Regions from separate parts of the Mus musculus genome. Here regions 2 and 3 are each linked to region 1. A link is a contact called in public HiChIP or PLAC-seq data. All regions are on one chromosome and are shown on one strand. The core of a region is the stretch at or near the end of the contact, and the rest is flanking DNA. Distances in the headings are between cores, read along the strand shown.

Evidence for each region. HiChIP or PLAC-seq counts read pairs in DNA pulled down with a chosen protein or histone mark.
Region 2: a contact with region 1 is called in an H3K27ac HiChIP or PLAC-seq map of embryonic stem cells, with 17 read pairs. The contact joins the enhancer-like site here to the promoter of Exoc6b in region 1. A contact is called at or near these places in 2 of 39 promoter capture datasets (macrophages and second pharyngeal arch cranial neural crest), 2 of 15 datasets of contacts at CTCF or cohesin (the NIH/3T3 cell line and embryonic stem cells), 11 of 484 Hi-C or Micro-C datasets (the G1E-ER4 cell line, Sertoli cells, Th1 cells and 7 more), 8 of 115 datasets of contacts at active chromatin or transcription factors (cardiomyocytes, embryonic stem cells, fetal liver and 1 more) and 4 of 9 other capture datasets (adipose tissue, liver, macrophages and 1 more).
Region 3: an H3K27ac HiChIP or PLAC-seq map of embryonic stem cells shows a contact between it and region 1, with 18 read pairs. The contact joins the enhancer-like site here to the promoter of Exoc6b in region 1. A contact is called at or near these places in 4 of 39 promoter capture datasets (embryonic stem cells, erythroid cells, macrophages and 1 more), 1 of 15 datasets of contacts at CTCF or cohesin (the NIH/3T3 cell line), 5 of 484 Hi-C or Micro-C datasets (Sertoli cells and embryonic stem cells), 13 of 115 datasets of contacts at active chromatin or transcription factors (bone marrow-derived macrophages, craniofacial prominence, embryonic limb bud and 4 more) and 3 of 9 other capture datasets (adipose tissue, macrophages and pancreatic islet).

The regions. Positions count from the first base shown.
Region 1 is chr6:85,067,618-85,071,223 of GRCm38.p6, forward strand. Exoc6b (exocyst complex component 6B) reads right to left here and starts at 1,896. Exons shown (of 22, transcript NM_177077.2): 1 at 1,679-1,896. The coding sequence starts at 1,788.
Region 2 is chr6:85,028,261-85,031,866 of GRCm38.p6, forward strand. The region is part of intron 1 of Exoc6b (exocyst complex component 6B); the gene reads right to left. Among named protein-coding and RNA genes, the nearest start is that of Exoc6b, 39 kb to the right of the region's middle. Within about 2 kb of position 1,666, at least 25 of the 459 cell types and tissues checked have an H3K27ac peak or open chromatin away from gene starts, as enhancers often do. A contact at or near this core is called in bone marrow-derived macrophages and embryonic stem cells, where this site is marked.
Region 3 is chr6:85,103,386-85,106,991 of GRCm38.p6, forward strand. No RefSeq gene overlaps it. Among named protein-coding and RNA genes, the nearest start is that of Gm52864, 9.2 kb to the right of the region's middle. Within about 2 kb of position 1,891, at least 8 of the 459 cell types and tissues checked have an H3K27ac peak or open chromatin away from gene starts, as enhancers often do. A contact at or near this core is called in embryonic stem cells, where this site is marked.

The DNA.
Region 1 (3,606 bases), core at 646-3,145:
TAATCTAAATTAAAGTTATTTATTACATAAAACAACAGCAATCAGAAACCACAAGCAACTCAAGACAGCATGTCCTGATAAGAAATTCTTCCTAAAATTCTGGTGATTCTAAACCCTCAACTTAACAGACAAATTTCTTAACATAACATTTTCAGTCACTCTACTATCACTTTAGTTACTGAAAGCCAAATAGTAATAGCCACTAATAACATATGTAGGAGAATATTAGTGAGTGACAACTGGGCTTTTAGAAAGGACTACGACGAAATGTAAATCACTGGCCTTTCCCACAAGAAAACAGTAAAGGAGAGGAGCACGACCAAGATCATGGTCATGATGTTGATTCAGAGGAAAAGGAATCAACTCTGTGAAAGAACTGGCACAATAAGAAACGGGAGTTAAAAATCACCTGGGGCAGGGGGAAAGATGGGGTTCAATTCAGTGGAAGAGCATTGTGTGGCATTCCAAGGCTCTGGGTTGTGGGGGTGGGCAGAGGGGAGGAAAGACAAACTATTAAGGACAGTTATTTCCAGGAATGACACTGAGAAAACTTGCTTGGCACCAAAAATGGAGCCTGGAGAAGAATGCTGTGCAAGTGAAGCTAAAAGTAAAAGTCCCAGTCTTGGTCACTCGTGACAGGGACAACTCTCCCCATGAAAATGCCAACACTGATTAGTGATGCTCTATGGAGGGAGGCGCATTGATATATATTGTACAAGGAGGGGTAAAGATGATTTTCAACTCATGTACTGAACAGAGACCAGAAAGTACTACAGGAAAGGATTGGAAGGAACTAGTTCTAGGACACCAGGAAACTGAGGGGGGGGGTGTTCAAAATTGGGCTTGCTGAATAATTTTCAACAGGAAGTACAGCAGATGGCAATCCGCAACTAAGGCAGAACAAAAGTAGCGAAGAATCTGTGGGCTGTGCACAGTTCAGCTGAAGAGGGCTTGCCTGGCACACTGCAAGACATTGTGTTCCATCCACAACACCACAAAAAAATTAAAAAGACGGAAAGGCAGGGTGTTCAGTGCAGTGTCTGAGCTGGGAACAAGAAACCCATTTCCCTTCCTCTGCGACCTTGGATAAGTCACTCCTCTTCCAGGCATCTCGTCTGATACAGAGGGAACGGTAACTGTACCCCAGCGGTAGGATTGCTCAACGGCTTCCATAGATGTGTTTGCACATTAACTCACACAATGCCTCACGCTCTGTGTAACAAGTGCAAGGTAAGTAAGCCGAGAAAGGCCGGGTACGTCCTGACATCTCCACGGGCAATGCAGGTGGAAGCTCTCGGAGAAGGTGTCAGGGGAGGGAGCACAGAGCATGTCCAGGTAGTGGCAAGGTCCTGAGACTACACCTGGACTGGGTCGTCCTCACGAACTGGGCTCTCAGGCGAGGGAAGGTGGGAGGACACTTCCTCCAGGACCGAGAAAACCGGGACGCTCTCGGAGGACCTGTGATGGGCAGTTCCACAGCGCGCAGAGCCGGCGCTTGCTCCTGACTGAAGAGCAGCTAACCAAAGGGAGCGGCGGCCCAGTAGAGCCGCGCCTCACCCTTTCTCCTCAGAGTAGCTCCCCAGCAGGGCCTCGCCCAGGACGCGGGACACCCGCGACTCTCCCCACAGCCAGCCGCCGCGCTCCGCCTGCTCCAGCCGACCCGGCCCCGCCCCAGTACCTGAGCGTGGGCCCGATGCAGGCCGTGTCTGTGCTCTCGATCTCCCTCAGGATCCGCTCGTGCTCCGCCGCCGTCTCCAGGCTCTCCTCCGCCATCTTCGCCCGCTCCATCGCAGGGCGCTGCCGCGCGGCCCTCTCTCAGCGAGTACCCCACGATCCCTCTGCCCAGGATCTGCGGCCGCTGGGCCAGCACCCCGCAGCGCGACCCCGCCCTCGGATGCCACGCCCCCTGGCGTCAGCCGGGCCGCGAGCGTCGCGCGCAGCCCACTGGGATTCGTAGTTCTCTGGGTCAGGCTGAACTGGATTCTGCCCATTCACACACACTGAATCTGCGCAAATTGCCTCTACTTTGATATAGATGCAGAGCTTTACGACACATGTATACAGTGACATCAAATCAGGCAGTGGTACTAACCCAGCACATTTTTTTAAAATCGTTTATGTGTATTTTGCTTGTATGTATATCTGTGCACTACATGTATGCATGGTACCCAAGGAAATCAGCAGAAGGTGTCAGATCACCTGGGACTGGAGTTACAGATGGTTGTGATGTCACTAGTAGGTGCAGGGAAGAACCACAGTGTTCAGTGTTTATCAGCTGAGTCTTCTCTCCAGCCCCTAATATGAAGCCCAGGCTGGCCTTGCACTCATGATCATCCTGTTTCCACTTCTTCTTCTTCTTTTTTTTTTTTTTTTAGATTATAATATAATTATAAGATTTCTCCTTTCCCTTTCCTCCCTTCAAAGCCTCCTACATACCCCTTCCCCACTCCTCTTCAAATTCATGGCCCCTCTATTCACTGTTATTGTATGCATATATGCATATAAATATATACCTAAATATGTTCAGTTTGTATAATGTAACTTGAATGTATGTTTTCAGTACTGGCTGTTTCTGCCTCCACCTCTTAATCATTTCCTATGAGCAAGACCCACCACAACCAGCTTTCTTTTCTTTTCTTTTTTTCTCTTGAGAAAAGGTCCCATTATGTAGTCCTAGATAGAATTGAAATTCATTATGTAGATAAGATTGGCCCTGAACTCACAGATACCTACCTGCCTCAGCCCTCCAAAGTTCTGTATTTAAAGACATCTACCACCACATTTGGCCTTTTTTTATTATTAAAATAAAATTACATCGTTTTTCTACATTCCTTTTTCTTCCTTCCAGTCTACCTATGCACCCCTCACCTCCCACCCCAAAATCCTGGCCTTCTCTTCTCTAATTGTGTGTGAAGATGTGGATGTGTGTCTACACATAAATATACAGTTACAAGCTACTGAGTTGTTCAGTGTTGCATATATGTGATTTCAAGGCTGGCCACTTGGCATTGGATAACCAGCATAGAGGGCTCCCATAGAGAAAGACTCTCTTTCTCTCTCTCTCTCTCCTTTACTTGCCTGTAGTTCATAGGTGAATCTTCCCTGTAGTTTTTAGGAAACACAATCTCACAGCACATTTCCTGATCCTCTGGCTTTGAAATCTTTCTGACCCTCTCTTCAGAAATGTTTCCTGAGTCTTGGGTGCAGGAGTTGTGTTGTAGATGTAACCATTGGGACTGAGAACTCCATGGTCGTTCTTCTCTGTATTCTGACTGTTTGTGGTTTTCTGGAATGGTCACTGTCTGTTGCAAGAAACTTCTTTGGTGAGGTTGGGAGCCACACCTAAACTGTGGTTATAAGGTTATTTAGAATGCTATTAGCAATTATACTGGTTTACTACAGTAGCAGTAGTAGGTTCCCCTCTAAGATCCATAACCACACTAGCCCCAGCTAGTTTACTAGGCTTCCAATACCAGGAATGATTTCCCCCATGCCAAGTGGGCTTTAAATGCAATTAGACATCTTCTGGTTACAACCAAAGTATGATGGCCATTATTGTGCCTTTGGGGATCTCTGACTATGCTGGTAGTTGCTGTAGTTCTTAGG
Region 2 (3,606 bases), core at 416-2,915, 40 kb before region 1:
AAAGTCTATAATCCTAAAACCAAAGAGACAGAAGAAGCAGGAAGATCACAAATTCAAAACTACCAGGGCTACATAATGAGAGAGTCTGTCTCAAAAAGAAAAAAGAAAAAAAAAACACACATTTGAGGGATGGTAGTGAATTAAATTAAAAAAAAAATGTTTTTAACTTTCATGGTTTAGACCAGCACACATTTCCATTAAATATCAAATCAGCCTCCCCCCGCCCCTTTTTTTCTTCTTTGAGGACAACCCAAAGAATAATGATTTTAATGGCTTCTGTTTAGTACGGCCACCTATAGAAAAAGAGGAAATCACAGAGGCGATACAATCTAATTTCACAGCATGACAAGTTTCTCCAGATCTCTTCATCAGCTATTAGTCCAGCCTATGCTGCCACATCTAGTCAGCTCGCTCACTCACGGCAGTCAGTCCCAGAGCAAGACCAACTGCAAAGTTCTTAAAGCCAAAATTTGCTTTCTTAAAATTTTTATCATTTATCTTATTTTTACCCTCAAAAAAAAAAAAAATACAAAGACTAGGTCCTGGTCCCTCTCTTCCCTAGCAACCCTCAAAAATTATTCCAATACCCAACATATAAGTACACTTCAATGCAAGTTTCCATTCTCAGGGCAAGTTTCAGTAGGGTCTGTTCTTAAAACATAACAAACAGTCCATGAGGCCGTGTTCAATAGTACAAGCTACAAAGCCAGACTTCTTAGATTCAAGTCTTGACTCTACAACTTATTAGCTGGTGACCATGGCTAGTTTTTATATAATTCAAATTCCAGCTCAGGGAAATGCAGATTAAAAATAGCTACTACTTCATTCAGCAGCGTGCACACACAAAAAAAGGAACTACAAATGAAGCACTGTCAGCAGTATCAGGGGCACAATACATCCTATAATATAGCAAAGTCTGTCTCTGTTTCCAGGAGGTTGGGGTGGGGATAGCTTCTATGTAGCCCTGGCTGTCCTGGAACTTGCTCTGTAAACCAGGCTGGCCTCAAACTCAGAGATCTGCCTGCCTCTGCCTCCCCAGTTCTAGGATTAAAGGCATGCGCCACCACGGCCTGGCTTAATACTAGCACATTCTAAAGCAAACACAGTCAAACTAGGAATTTAACATCCCTCTCCAGTTCCTTGGCTTCTACTAAAAACAACCTAATGACATGCTTATTCACAGTCATACCCTGTGCATGGCACCTATGCTCACACCAAATCTTCTAATGTCTTTATCTATTGCTGCATGCATTCAACTATTATTTTGACCGTATGATTTACAAGCTTTTACAATCACGGTCAATTATTCTAGTCTCTTAAGACCTTTCAGGACAATAATCTTTGTCATTCGATCTTCTCAAAAGCAGATTTGCTATGGAGAAGGAAAGAAATCCAAGCAACTTCTAGGATCTAAGGAAGAGCCCTGGAAATAGGAACACATGAATGGAAAGTTTCTGATGTGTAGTCTTTAAAAAGAGATATGAAAAGGTTAATGTTAACCTTTAAGAAAGTTGAGGAAATAGACCTCACTTCCTCAGGCCAGTGTTCAGCCCCCAACTGTGTCTAACTTGGAAAGAACTTGTCATGAGCCAAGGCTTTTCATGTCCCTCCCTTTTGAAGGCACAATGGAAACAATTCCCCTAGAACAAAGGATTGCGTCAGTGAACTCTCTGCTCTTTCAAGTTGGAAGGACAGTTGATTCACACCATGTGTCAGAGAGAAACACCAGTTAGAACCAAGTGAGATAAATTTTGAGCCTACAGAGCTGTTTAATATTAAACTGTAATAAATCATCTTTACAGCAAATTATAAACAAAATATTTTGTTTACCCCCTCATATGGTCTTTCCCTTAGAAAGAAATTTTAAGACAATTCATAATTTTTGAGGTCACAGATGCTCCACCAAGAAATATTTTTCAAATGTCAACATCCAGACCCTTTGACTGTAAGACATTCCCAACACTGCCATAGTGCATGGCCTTCCTAGATGACCCCTTTTGTTCCAAGTTCAGGTTAGGCTAGTGGTCATGGTCCCAGTTTTAGAAGAGTTTTGTGATTAACTCTATACAGAGGCACTTCAGTATTCACCCTATTCAATAATTTGTCTTAATATCTGAATGAAGAAATTAAATATATGATCAACTATATAAATGATACAAAACTATGATTTTATTCCCAAAACTGTGAAAGACAATCATACCTGAGGAACAATTATCTGTATGAATTTAGGTCAAGAAAGGTCTTAAAAATAACCTAAATAAAACTGAACAGACTAAATTCTAACAAAACTCAAATAATAACATTGAAAAATAAAAATTTAGGAAATACTACTTCAATAACGCTATTTTTTTTCATGAAGCTTAACATGGTAAGAGAGATCTCTCTGAAAAAGCTTAGGTCACCAAAGCTGTGATTAGTTCAATACAGGAACTAATAGACTATAAAGGGTCAAGAATGTATTACTTCCCAAAGTTCACATTTAGGACCATCTAAAAGCTATGAAATGGCACTGTCTCATTCTAGGTCTTCAATGAATGGAGTAACTTGACTATTCAACTAATGACAGGTAATAGTTTTAAGTTGCACCAAAATGGAAAAAATAAACTTTTAAAAAGAGAAATATGATTATTAAATAATTAAATAAAATAATCAGTGGCCTCAGGAAAGTAAATAGAATTTTTTTCTCAAAAATTTAGCATATTAGAAATGCTACATAGTCTAGACAATTTCCAATGATATGTTTCATTTGAAATGTATTTACTAAAAACAAAATGAAGTTTAAAATGTTTCCCTTTGAGGAAGCCTATATTGTAATTAATGAAGGAATATACCAGAAACTACAATTAATACTAAATACAATCTTGTATGGAAATTAGTACTAAAATCTATGTATCCACTTAGGCATTACACCAATATGAATTAAAAACGAGCAGTACAAAGCATCTGTCAGAAATGTGTAGTGTTACTAAAAACAAATAATAAAAAAAGTTAAAAAATCTTAAAAGAAAAAGCAAGCACAGGTGGAGAAAAAGACACAAAACAACGGAATGACCACAGACTTCTACCAGCAAGCACACAAAGGAAAGCAGCCTGCTGGTGCTGAAAGAGACACTGCAACCCTACAACTCTACATCCTTCAAAACCAAAGAACAAGACCACTGTAGACAAAATCTACCAGAATTCACTGAAAAGTGAACTGAAAGAAATATGAAAGAGAGATTTGTCACAGAAACTATAAAATATGATGTCTATCTGGGTCTGCATAAAGAAACAGAGCGTGAGAAGTGGTAAATGTAAGATTTTATCATTTCTTTAATTTCTTCAGAAGGTAAATTTAAAATGAGATGAAGGAAGAAAAAGGAGAAAAGAAGAGAATGAGAAGGAACTGCAATTATGGAATTTATAAAATGAAGAAGTGAACTGTATATTAATAATGCCTCAAAGACAAATGAAGCATACCGTTATAAGAACCTTACGCCAAACAGGAAAGGGAAGGATAATATTTAAACATAGAGGCTGATAAGGAAAAGACATAATATTAAAACCTACAACAACTACCAAAAACAAATACAAACCCCTCATAAGATGTACCTTGTAAGCCAACAA
Region 3 (3,606 bases), core at 641-3,140, 36 kb after region 1:
CCTGTGCAGCCTAGGAGGCCTTCATGTGTGGCTTTCCTGCAGCTGCTCACACTATGGAGGGCCCCAGCTGGTGTTTCTCGAGGCCATGAACCACTAGGCACTGAAGGTGTACCAGGCACACCAGCTGGGCTCCTTGCTGCAACCCCCACACTCCACTCAGCATGGTGATTCTCTGACTTGACCCTTTGGCCTCCACCACAGTTTTGCTCTGAGGGTGCAGAGCCTGGGCTTAAGGAAAAAATATCAACCCCTCTTCTAGTGTGTACCATTGTTGAACCCCCTCCCTTTGTCTTGGATGTCCTTCCACTTCTTAAGAGAAGTTAGATCCAAGCTTAGGATGAGTGTGTGGGGTCTAGCCTAGATTCTCCAGAGAACCTGATCTGCCTTTGTCTAACCTAAGGAGCTCTCTCACTTACCTACCATTGGGCTCTGGATCCGTAATCTGAAGCTGCGGTCATGTTCCTGAAATTCCATGTTTAATATTCAGGGAACCAGGACACGCATTCTTTTCCCAGGGGCCAGGTTCACACTGTCCAGGGAGAAGCCACAGAACCCATTGCTCTGCAGCTCTCCTGCAGCAGCTCGCAGCTCTCCAATGCAGCTCTGCAGCTCTCCAATGCAGTGGGTTTTGCTAAGCTCCCTGTGCAACAACTGTCTCCCACCAGACCATGGCCCTCAAGTGCAGAGCAATTTGCTTTCCTTGGGCTCCAGTATTTGATTAGAAGGCCAGAATGGGGTCTTTGGGTCACTCTTTCTTATATTGAAGCTGGCCTTGTGATACACATGGCTCTTGGAGAGGACAGGCCAGTGGTCCATGGGTGGCAGTGGCAACCTGGTCTCTTGGACATGAAATCTGTGACCCACTACTAGCTACCCCTGAACAGTTTTGGTCAGACTAGCTTCCATTTCAGGCACTAAGTCTGAGGGCAAGAGGGCAGTTGACTATTAGAACCCGTACTCTGCAAAATTTCTACCCCTAACTTCCAGAGTGATGTGGCCTAAGACGGCTCTGGGTTAGGGGGTACAGACCCACTAAGTCCTTGCTCTCATATGGCAGGAAGGAAACCAGAGAGACTTCTGCTTTCTAGTTCCTGTCCCAGAGGTTTGAACTGGCCAGAGCACAGACTGAGCGCTCACATCTAATCTGGGCCTCCTGAACCCTGAAGGGCAATGAGATCCACATCCCCTACAACTCTGGGGACCCCAGGCCAGGTCTTGGCAGCAGAGCAGGAAGAAGGGATTTCTCCAAAAAGATGAAAGTCTGACACACCAGAGAATGGGTAGCAGTGGCAGCTCATTTCTAACCAGGGCTCCACATGTGATCTGAGATTTGGGGATGGCAGAGGGGAGTAATAACTATCAGCACCCCCCAACAGCCTAAAGTACACAAAGCTAAAGGCAAATGCAGACACTGGTGTGTGCTTGTTTCTATGTGTGCATGCATGCGTGTGGAGGGCAAAGGCAACCTCTAGGTTGTGAATCCCTGGTTACCACTCACCTGGGATTTCTGAGACAGAATCTCTCACTGAGACCTCATGCTAGGCTTCCTAGCTAGTGAGCCCCAGAGATCACCTGTCCTTTCCTCCCTAGAGTTAGGATTACAAGCACAACCCGCCACACCCAGCTTTTAATGTGTGTGTTCTTGGGATCAAACTCTGGTCCTTAAGGTTGTGCAGCAAGCACTTGACATCTGAGTTACCTTCCCGGCCCTGAAAAGGATTCCACGCTTTAGTAATTGTTGGGTATCGTAGAGCATGCCTGTCCTCTCAGACTCTGAGAAGAGCAGGCAGGAAGATCGGGAGTTCAGGACCATCCTTGACTACACAGTGAGTTCCAGGACAGCCCGAGCTACAGGAGCCTGTTGTGGATGGCCCTGGTGATGCCTGGATTTTGATGCTAATTCTGCTTTCCTTGATGGAGCTGTCTGGAATGAGGAATGAGTCATGTACTCAGGTGACTTCTTGTGAACCTTCCCCCAATGAATAAAGGGACCAATCACTGGGCAAGTAGGCGGTACTTCCGGGTTGAACTAAGAGAAGCAGGAGAGAGTTAGGGTCTTTTTGGACCAGGAAAGCGAGAGGGTAAGATGTAGCTACTAGTGTCTCCTGGCTTATATGGCAAATCCTGGTGGATTCACCGCCAGAGGATTTAGATTTTATATGGCTTACAAGATTCGGATTTTAGTTGTTATGCCCAGAGATTGAGTTACCATTGTTTCTGAACTAAGTTTGTGTGGCATTTTCCTTCACACAGCATTTCGACTGGGTTCAAGAGAGAAAGGTATGGTGCCAAAGCATGGGTTTGCCAGATGTGCACCACAAAGGCTGTGGGGGTTTTGAAGCATGGGGCTGGCATGACATCGACCGGCCAAGGCTGTATATTCTGTAATAAACAGAGGCTTTCCCCCACTTTCTCCTCTATAAGTTTTAGTGTTCCTGGTTTTATGTGGAGTTCCTTGATCCACTTAGACTTGAGCTTTGTACAAGGAGATAAGAATGGATCAATTCATATTCTTCTACATGATAACCACCAGTTGTGTCAGCACTGACAACACCTCATTCTTGAATTCAAAAAAGAAATTGACCATCTTACATCCAGGTGAGGTTGTACAATTACTGTCCAGAAAAAGGACACACTTCGGAATAGTTGATTATCTCTGCCAAGACAGAGTAATCAATCCTTCATAATTCTGCATTACAAAAGTCTGTAAGCTGTTCCTGGGCCAAACAGCCATAGACTTATGCTCCAACGTGTTGAGAAACAGGGGACTGTGTAGGTAGGCAGGCATCTCTACAATTTGTTTCAGTATTGGAAGCTGTGTTCCTATATTTTCAGGTAAATTTTATGTTGCTCTTGGAATTCTGGCAGGATTGAAGACTTACCATACTTTTAACCAACCTAAGCTATTCAGAATTAAGAGAATATATATTATGTGAGAAGATGGTTTTCAGATAGTATACAAGACAAACAAGGACCTAACAGGTGTAGAATTATAAGCCTTTTTAAGTTAGGATAGATGGCAGAGTGCTTTATTTAATTGACAAAAATGGACAGGTGTTGGGTGTATCTTATACTTAATAAATTAAAGAATGGTAATAGTTGTTCTCAATTTATATCTGAGAGAAAAAGCCTTTTAATTGGACAAAAAGAAGGAAATGTAGATTGCTGAATGTAAGCAGGTGAGGTCAATGAAATCTTAGTCAGATAAGGCTGGAGACTCTGATTGGGCAGTGGAAAAAGAAGGCAGAACCGAAAAGTTTTATAGAGGGGATAGACAGAGGAGAGAGACAGAGATAAGATGCAACATATAGATGATGATAAACTGGATCCACCTGGCCTGAAATAGCCATAGGTAGCTATGGATATCATAGAAGAGCAATAGAGTAGGGCACATTTGAACTATTCTAGATGTGCAGCTTATATCAATATCAATTGAGTTTTGAGTTCTTTGTGTGGGCATTTTGGGAGTTAAGGATTTACTATTATAAATCTGGCTGGTAAATTATAAGCCTCTGGAGTTTTCATTTTACGGAGTTAGCAGGACGCAGATGGCCTGGGAAGATACGAGCAATTTGGCAGCAGCAAACCTGGGAAGACCATGGCTTG